Regions from separate parts of the Mus musculus genome. Here region 1 is linked to region 2. Evidence: chromatin contacts called from public Hi-C data. All regions are on one chromosome and are shown on one strand. Each heading gives the region's core, a stretch centred on a gene start, on an enhancer-like site or on the middle of the called end of the contact. The rest is flanking DNA. Distances are from core to core; before and after follow the strand shown.

The links. A called contact is a pair of places that touch in the nucleus more often than the background predicts.
Region 1: a Hi-C map of the N1E-115 cell line shows a contact between it and region 2, with 3 times the contacts expected there. The contact joins two enhancer-like sites. A contact is called at or near these places in 4 of 484 Hi-C or Micro-C datasets (the N1E-115 cell line, cumulus cells and nephron progenitors), 1 of 115 datasets of contacts at active chromatin or transcription factors (embryonic stem cells) and 2 of 9 other capture datasets (embryonic stem cells and liver).

What each region holds. Positions count from the first base shown.
Region 1 is chr8:40,293,552-40,297,679 of GRCm38.p6, reverse strand. No RefSeq gene overlaps it. Among named protein-coding and RNA genes, the nearest start is that of Fgf20, 8.7 kb to the right of the region's middle. Within about 2 kb of position 2,524, at least 12 of the 459 cell types and tissues checked have an H3K27ac peak or open chromatin away from gene starts, as enhancers often do. A contact at or near this core is called in the N1E-115 cell line, where this site is marked.
Region 2 is chr8:40,222,127-40,226,451 of GRCm38.p6, reverse strand. No RefSeq gene overlaps it. Among named protein-coding and RNA genes, the nearest start is that of Fgf20, 63 kb to the left of the region's middle. Within about 2 kb of position 2,706, at least 3 of the 459 cell types and tissues checked have an H3K27ac peak or open chromatin away from gene starts, as enhancers often do. A contact at or near this core is called in the N1E-115 cell line, where this site is marked.

The DNA.
Region 1 (4,128 bases), core at 1,275-3,774, 71 kb before region 2:
CTCCCCCCAAAATGTAACTTTTTGCCACTGATAAAACAGGGCTATCACTGTGAGTTTGAGGCCAGCCTGGTTTAAACAGCAAGTTCCAGGCCAGCCAAGGCTGTATTGCAATACTCGGTCTCAACAAGTAAGTAAGCAAGCAAGCAAGCAAGCAAGCAAGTAAGCAAACAAACAAACAAACAGAACGTTATATTTATGAAAGAATAAAAATATTTGTTTTCTATAAAATTACCTAGAATCTATACAAATCTAATGGGCAGAGGACTTCTTTCCTCAGGGTAGCAAGAGTGCGATTGAATTATCCCAGGTTCAGAGACCCACATCAGCAGTCTTCCAGCTGAACAAAAGATGGAGCTTCAAAATAAATTTCAGTGGGAACAGCTCCTTAGAAACACAGCTTACAATTGACAGCTTTGAGGGAGCTATGATGAATCCCAGTTTGCTAAAGACATAAAAGGCTGCCAGAATTTTTTCAGGTCTTATTTTACAAAACCCATTGCATGTGTTGCTGCTGTAATTCTGTTATTTTGTTGCCGATTCCAGCAAACACAGCTTTATGAGAGTTACAGTTTTACAGTTCTTAAGCTAGTAGTTGTTATACTTGACAGCAGTGGACTCCAAACCCAGCCACTGGCTCCCAGTCATTCCGTTTACTTGACTCAGCTCTTGTCCTTGAATTCCGCTCCAAGTTTCACTGCGCACTAGAACCTTATAGCCTGTTTGCAGGAATAGCTTGAGTCAAATATTCACAGCGTCAACACTTTCTCAGTGTCCTGACAGCTGCACGGTGGCTGCTGACCTGCATTTTCCTCCCCATCAAGACTCCTGACATTGTCACAGTTTTATGTGACTTTTTAATCTTGCCAATCACCTAACGCATTCTAACTTTGCTACTTTTTTCTTTTCTCCTCTCCACATTTGGAAGCCAGAATTACATGCAGGATCTGCCAAGGGTAGGACCAGAAGCTGGGCAAAGAAACTTGGCAGCAATCATTTCAGTCTCTCAGGATCCCTGCAGGGCTTTAGCAAAGTCGTGGCGTGTGAGCACACCGTCCTCTAGTGGCTGACCCAGGTGAGGCCAGCAGCCGCTTTTCCACAGTAGCAGCAAGTGGATTTATGTCTAGCTTGTTTTTCAAGACTAAGGATACATTTCTCCAAATGTACCCATTTTTTGAGAGTCAAGTTACATTTTTTTTTACCTCTCTGGATTATATAACAGAATAATTGTTAATTGTGAGCAATAATAAATTCAAGAAATTAAAGCAAGTGCTCGAGGTTTCTGAAAAAGTTTTAAACATGCATATCAATTAAACGAATAGGCATTTTATTGACCGTGGAAAATATGCCAGAGATCGTAGTGCACTTTCCAAGGCCAGTTGTTACAATACCTCAGAGTTCATAGCTACATACGTCTGATGTGGACTGGTAGCTTTTCTAGTTTTTATTGTTGGAGATTTGGTCCGTACATATAATGTGTTTTAAATCCACCCCATACAAGCTTCCTCTCGGTTCCCTGCCCCCATCTCTTTCCCAACATTCCTTTGTCATCTTCATGTGCTCTGTTTTCCTAAAAGCTACTGAGTCCACACAGTGTTGCCTGTGTATGCATAGGCGGCAGGCTGGGCTACCGGACTGGAGCATGGGGTGGGTAGCCTCTCACAGAACACAGCCTTGAAGAAAACCAACTCAGTCTTTGTCCTAGCAGTTGTCAACTGACAGTAACTCCTTATCTAAGGTCAGAACTTAGCCAGCTTCTTCCCCATTCTTTGGAAGATTTTAACTGGCTTGATTTTGAGCAGGTCATGTATATGAAGTTACGCCCCTGAGAGTTCACCTGTGCAGAGGAGCTGTCATATCTGGGAAATACTGTTTTTCTGCAGATGTCTATTTCTTCTGGCTCTTATTATTTTTACACATCCCCTTCTGATGTGATCCTGGAGGCAGGGCATATAGACATCCCATTTTAAGTTCAGTTTTACAAAGTCTTATTCTCTGCAGGTTGACTGGTAATGGGGCTTTGTATTAATTGCGGTCTACTACAGAATCAACCAAATAAAGACTTCTGATGAGCTTGAGAAATGCATTAATCAATGGATACAAATGTAAGAACTTATTGGGCAGTTTATCACTATGTCCATTTTGCGGAAAATAGTATTAGGTTCTGCCCTAGGCCCAATGACCTGGCCAGTCATGGGTTGTGATTCCAGTTAGTGGTAATAGGGTTGAGTCCTGTCTTGTGGAGAGCGCTTCAAAGCTGGTGATTGTTTGTGCCTATGCTATCTATGCCACAAATGTAGCAGTGAGTGTATCTTGCCAGGCCTGTGGTTACAGTAACTCACCGAGCTCACAGTTATGTAACACTGTTGACTGCTTTCCTACCCCAGTGGCCTGCATAGCACATGTCAATCTGGAACACAGCCAGTAAGGATGAAGTTTCCAGGTCCATACCATCTTGACTCCTCTGTGTCCTAGGACTCAAGTGTGTGGTATCTTCAGCGATAGGGTCTTACCCTCAGGTTCTGGAGGATAATCAAGAGCAATGGCGGTCAAATGTAATGCTTTGGGAGCATCTATGGTACCATAATAACCAACAATTCAAAAAGAGGTAGCTCATATCTGGCACCATATCTTCCCACCCCTCCCACTTTTTTTTTTTTCCAGACAGGCTTTCTCTGTATAACCCTGACTGTCCAGGAACTCCTCACTCTGTAGACCAGGCTGCCCTCGAACTCAGAAATCTGTCTGCTTCTGCCTCCCAAGTGCTGGGATTAAAGGTGTGCGCCACCATGCCCGACCACCACCCCCTTACTTTTCCTGTTCTATTAATTTCTTTTCCCTACCTTCACGGACCTTACATTTTAGCGGGGCTGTAATGGCGAATCAGCATTCTTTGTTAGGATGGAATTCAAACCAGACCATTTGTAAATCAGACAATTAAAAAAAATTAACTTCATGATCTGTGCTCGTAACATCCGCACTGTAATTGGTTTTTGTCTTATCTCCTCCAACCTACTTTCAAGACAAATAAGCGGTGACTGGCAGTGTCGTTGCTTACGTAGTTGATACTAGCTTCAGCCATCTCTTCTACTTCTGTGTGCCGGTGCCTCTCACTCTAGACTGGTCATTGTAGAAAGACGAGTTGTGTCTTCCGAACAGCTGCCAAGTTTAAGAAACTCCTAAGACTTCTTTCCGTTCCTCTTATTTGTTTGCCCTCCCCGCCCCCCCAACCTGTCCAAAAGGGATGGACACTTCCCTACTCGCCTCGCTCTGGTCTGGCTAAACTTCTGGGCAGCTTGACTACAGGCTGGGCTCCAGTCTCTCATAAACTGTACTAGTTAGCTCAGAGTTTTCATTAAGGGAAGAATAAGTAAGCTTTCGTCAGCTTGTCACGATATCAAATCTCGAGGTAGCTTAAGCCACTAGTCCATTTTCTGATTTTCAAAATGAATGTCATTCATTCTCATTATTGATGTTACTATAGATTAAACTTGTACCCCTCTCTCTGTAATGCCAGTTTTAGTTCTACCTAATTCTAAAGAGACAACAAATCCATTAGTTGTTAAAAACTATTCCCTACATTTTATGGACAGACCCCTTGTTTGAAAGAGTGCCACTTAGGAGGGAGTGTTTGTGGCAGTTTCATTCTCTTGGAAAAGTTAACTTCCTTGAATGTGATGATCTAATGTGTACGTCATCACAATAAAAATATCTCTGTGGTGTTCATTCCAGAGAAGGAAGTCTAGTTAAAGAAGAGTTTCTTTACTTGAAATGGAAGAATAACAAACAAACAATTTCGTAGCATCTCTGGACACGTTAATAGTGAGATAATAAAAAGCGTTGAAAGTTGCTGTAATTATGTTCCCTAATCCACTGTTCAGTTGTAGATTAAGCCGTGTTGCCATTTTGAACCAGTTTTTCATATACTTCAATTGTTATAGAAAACAAGCCTTTATTACCTTTTTAGGTCTCTGTAGCTTGATTTGTTAGGAATAGAGTGAACTTTAATGAGCAGAACAGATACAAAACCTTCCCTGTTTGAGCTTTCATCATAGTAGAGACTGCGTTTCTCTTTAGCATAACCCTGAACCCAGACAGCGTTCCAATGTGGCCGGTTTCAAATAACAATGC
Region 2 (4,325 bases), core at 1,457-3,956:
CAAATATATGTTTAATTTTCACTGTTCATTCTTGCCTATATACACCTGTCTTGAGTAAATACCAGATAAATGTACACAAAAGCAATGCTTGCAAACAAGTAGATGCATATAGAAATAATTACATATATATGTATACACATGTATATTTTATACTTATCCTTTAAGACAACTTATATACATTAATATGATAGAACTACTTTTGCCCACAAGCATAAGTAATATAGAAAACAAGTGATGTTTAACTTTTAAGATACTTTATTAAATAATAAATTAAAAATTAATTTATATAAATGGTCATTATCAAACTTGAGCGTGGCTTGACCTGTGCTATTTTGCTTCATTTGGGGATGACAATCCAGGAGGGGAGCCTGCATTTTTGGTTTGGTTCATCCCATCTTGAGCTTTCTCGCTGGAAACCTTTCAGCATCTAGGTCACTTACTGTTTGCCAACACTTAGAAGTGTTAAAATCTCTCATGTCAACAGGTTGGGGATCTGGTTATTGAGCCAATGGGACATTCTGTTGACTTCATAAGGTTTTTCCAAAGGAGATCAAAGGGTGCATTATGTTTCATCACACAGCTTTATAAGACAGACGGAATCCACCTTGAAAGACCCATGACACTTAAGACCGGATTATCAAAAGTCTCAGACACTCAAACCTATTAGCTTGCTCAGCCCTTATCCGCACACTGTCAGCACATTTTAGCCTCATTTATGGGGAGTGGACAGTCCAGTTTGAATTTTAACTGCTGCCAAAGTTCAATCATGGGTTACAGAAGTGGCCACTGAATTATGGGTTGTGACAAATGATGCTCTTGTTTGGGATGTGGACCTGATCTTCCCAATGGTATCATTACACAAATGATTCAATCATTTTGTTTGGAAGGGGAAAAGAATAGGTTCTTACAACTTTTGGGAAAATTCCAGAGCAAGAATGGTCTGTGGCTCAGCGGAAGCACCACCAAACTGCCCTATCTCCAACAAGAAGGGAGCATGAAAGGAAGTTATTTATTCTTTCATCTCCCAGAAACTCCAAGGAGATTGGTCTCTACCCACATCTAACACTGGAAAGACACACAAGCTTTGAGTTTTCTCCCTGAAGCCTTAAAACAAACCACAGTGTTAGAAATACAGTGGTGTTCTTGAGTATTTCCATTTTATCAATGAAATAAAATCATGTCTGAGCACCCAAACTCTTAACTATTAGAGCCCACCTGGATAGTCTGTCTGTCTGTAGCCATTTAATCTGTATTGTTTTTATCAATTAGAGACTTGAAAGGTCTGTTTGGTGATACCAGAATTTAAACCAGAGTTCTAAAATATTTAAAAATGCAATTCAATGGCATTTGCTTTAATGTACACAGTCACCTACGTTTATCATGTGTATGTGTCTGTATGTGTGTATGTATAAATACCTTTTTATACGTTGCTGCAAATTGAAATAGTTTAAATCCTTCTAATGCGATTCCTTTAATTTGTACAGTGATAAGATTTAAAAACCTTCTTTATACTTTTTAATGAGTAGTTTGGTTTACTAAACATAATCTCAAATGGATGCCTTTTGTTCATTTCTTACTGATCCATCTATTATCAACTAAAGTCTGTAAAAATGTAGGTTAAATAGTTGTGTGTTATACTTTAAGTCATATGAACATACCAGATACTGAATTAAGTGTGTAAACATTTAATCTCTACAAATTATACATCCCTTTTCATTCTGTAGTACTTTTTGTGAAACCACACACAGACACAAACACACAAAATCTATCCTTAACAAATGTTCTAATGTTAAAAATTGGTTATCATACACACTGTGAAATGACATAAGTTTAGTTTACTTCAAATAATAACTTATGTTCTTTTGGTGTAAAATGGAAAAAAAAACGGATTTTTCATTTTCATTAGAAGCAACTGTGAATCTTTCCTCCACTTAATGTAGCTTTCCTTCCCAAATGTTGCCAGCTATGTTCTATAACTAAACGTTTAAGCTTGTCTTAAATGGGAGCAATTTTGCTTGTCTGCTCTCCTTAGCCCCTCTGCCCACCCCACCCCTTTGTAGCACACCCTTTTCCATTTCTTGGGATCGATCAAGAGAAGACAAAGGGTTAAAGGCATCCACCCATCTGACAGGTGTGTAGGTGGGAGAAGTTCCTGTCTCCCTTTGTTGGCAGCTGTGAGTGTGCAGGTGTGAACAGCAGCAGCACTTGATAGTCAGGCTTTGGATGTGTCAGGTGGGGACCTTCACACCAAAGCTAAGGGGAAACCCTCTCATAACTTTGTTGTCTAGCCTGAGAAGCATAAAACAGTATGTGTGATTTTTTTTTTAAAGCTAGGTTTAAAGCTGTAAAGCCTCGTGTGGCTTCACCTGTCAAGCTTATAGATAAAAGTCTTGTTTTAACTTGACAAAAAACCAGATACAGTTTATTGCTTAGTTAGAAAAACATTAAGCAGTTTTGAATAGAAAACCAACTTAGAGGTTCTAAGAGCTCTTGGGCAGAGCTGACCTCTTACTGGATTTGGAAAATACACTACCTTAACTCATTTCTATTTGGTCTGAGCCTTCTAGTTGAAACTATAATTGTTCTTGCTTGTTATCACAGTACCCTTCACTTTAAATTAAGACATATGTAGCATTAGGTCAGAGATGCTGGAAAGCCTTTTGCTTCAAAACACAGGCATTATCTTTGGTATCTCTTGGTTGCCCTGGCTCCAATCCACCCGTCACTTCTTTTTCATGATTCACTCGGGTAATGTTAACCAGATGCCGATGTAACCATTTATCAGTGCCACTTTTGTGTTTGGACTACAATAACCAAACATAGAAAATACCCTCAAACCCAGTGAGCCCTGTTCTTTTAGTGTCTGCGCCAATGTCATTCTGTAATCCAAGTGAAATTATGTGTACTGTTTTAGTCTGCATATTACCCTAAAAGAAAAAAAAATTCTTCCCTCTCATGGAGAAGCATTAGAAAGGTTTCCAAGGCTCTATGTGACAACGAATATTTCCCTAAATATCTTTTATACCATACATTTCTTTTTTTTAAAATGAGCTACTATATAGCTGTCTCTGTCATTCCAGGGGACTCAGCAAGTGCATGACATTGACAAACTGAAAATAATTTATGTCTCCAATTAAATTTATTTATATCTGACACCATAGACAGTGCGATATTATATTATAAGATTTATATTTTATGTATTTTAATATTAATTTTTTGCAAGATACAATGATATAAAATTTATTCTTGAGTATGCTGATAAAATGTTCATCTGAAAATTGAATGCCAAGACATTATAAGATAAAAGCTGATCTTCCACTTACTATGTGTCAAAGCTCCTTAATATTTATATGAATGGATAAAATAAAATTAAGACTAGTTGAGTTTTCATAATTGCAGTCATTCAAATAGTAAGGCAGTAAGATATTTCAATTAATTATACTCTCAGGTTAAAGTATACCCATTATTAAAATATGTATTGGGCTGTCTTTGTTCCCAAAATGTTTTACTTGCACATGCATGTGCACATGTGTGCACACACACACAGAGAGAGAGAGAGAGAGAGAGAGAGAGAGAGAGAGAGAGAGAGAGAGAGAGAGAGAGAGAGAGCTTTAAGAGTTAAACAGATGAATTGATTTGGATACTGGACTGGATCTTTCCACTTAATTGTCAGAACAAACTGCAGTAGATATTGCTTCCATTTCCCTCTTACACAGTTAACAGATTGAAAGCTACTAATTTTACAAGCAAGCTGAGATTTCAGGGTTTGAACACAGGACCTCTCACTGTGGAGCTATGGCTGGGTGATGCATCCTTTCTTGGTGGAGAAAATCTTTACTGCGCAGACATGAATGTACAAGTTCTTTTATATAGTTCCCATACATATAGGCTAACAAATTTAATTAACCATACATTGCTAAGCCTCTCATTCACTTTCATACTTAACTGTCAAGTAGACATCATATATGATCTTGGTGTATTTGTAAATTTGTATGCACATTGCCACACTTACATCTATAATATTTTTATATGATTAAAATCTCTCATTGGCAGGCTGAGGGCTGTGGTTTGTACCTACACCTCCAGCACTTAGGAGACAAGATGTATGGGGATCAGGAATTTAAAGCTATCCTTAGCTGTTACATGGCAAGCTTGAGGCCAGCCTGCACTCTGCAAAACAAACAAACAAACAAACAACTCTAAAAACAAAACAACAAAAACCATCAACCCAACTCCAAACTATTTTTTATATTCAAGTAAATATAGAAAAAATATGTGCTCACAGCTTTTCCTGAAGCCAGACATTGTGAGTTTTAGGATTTCTT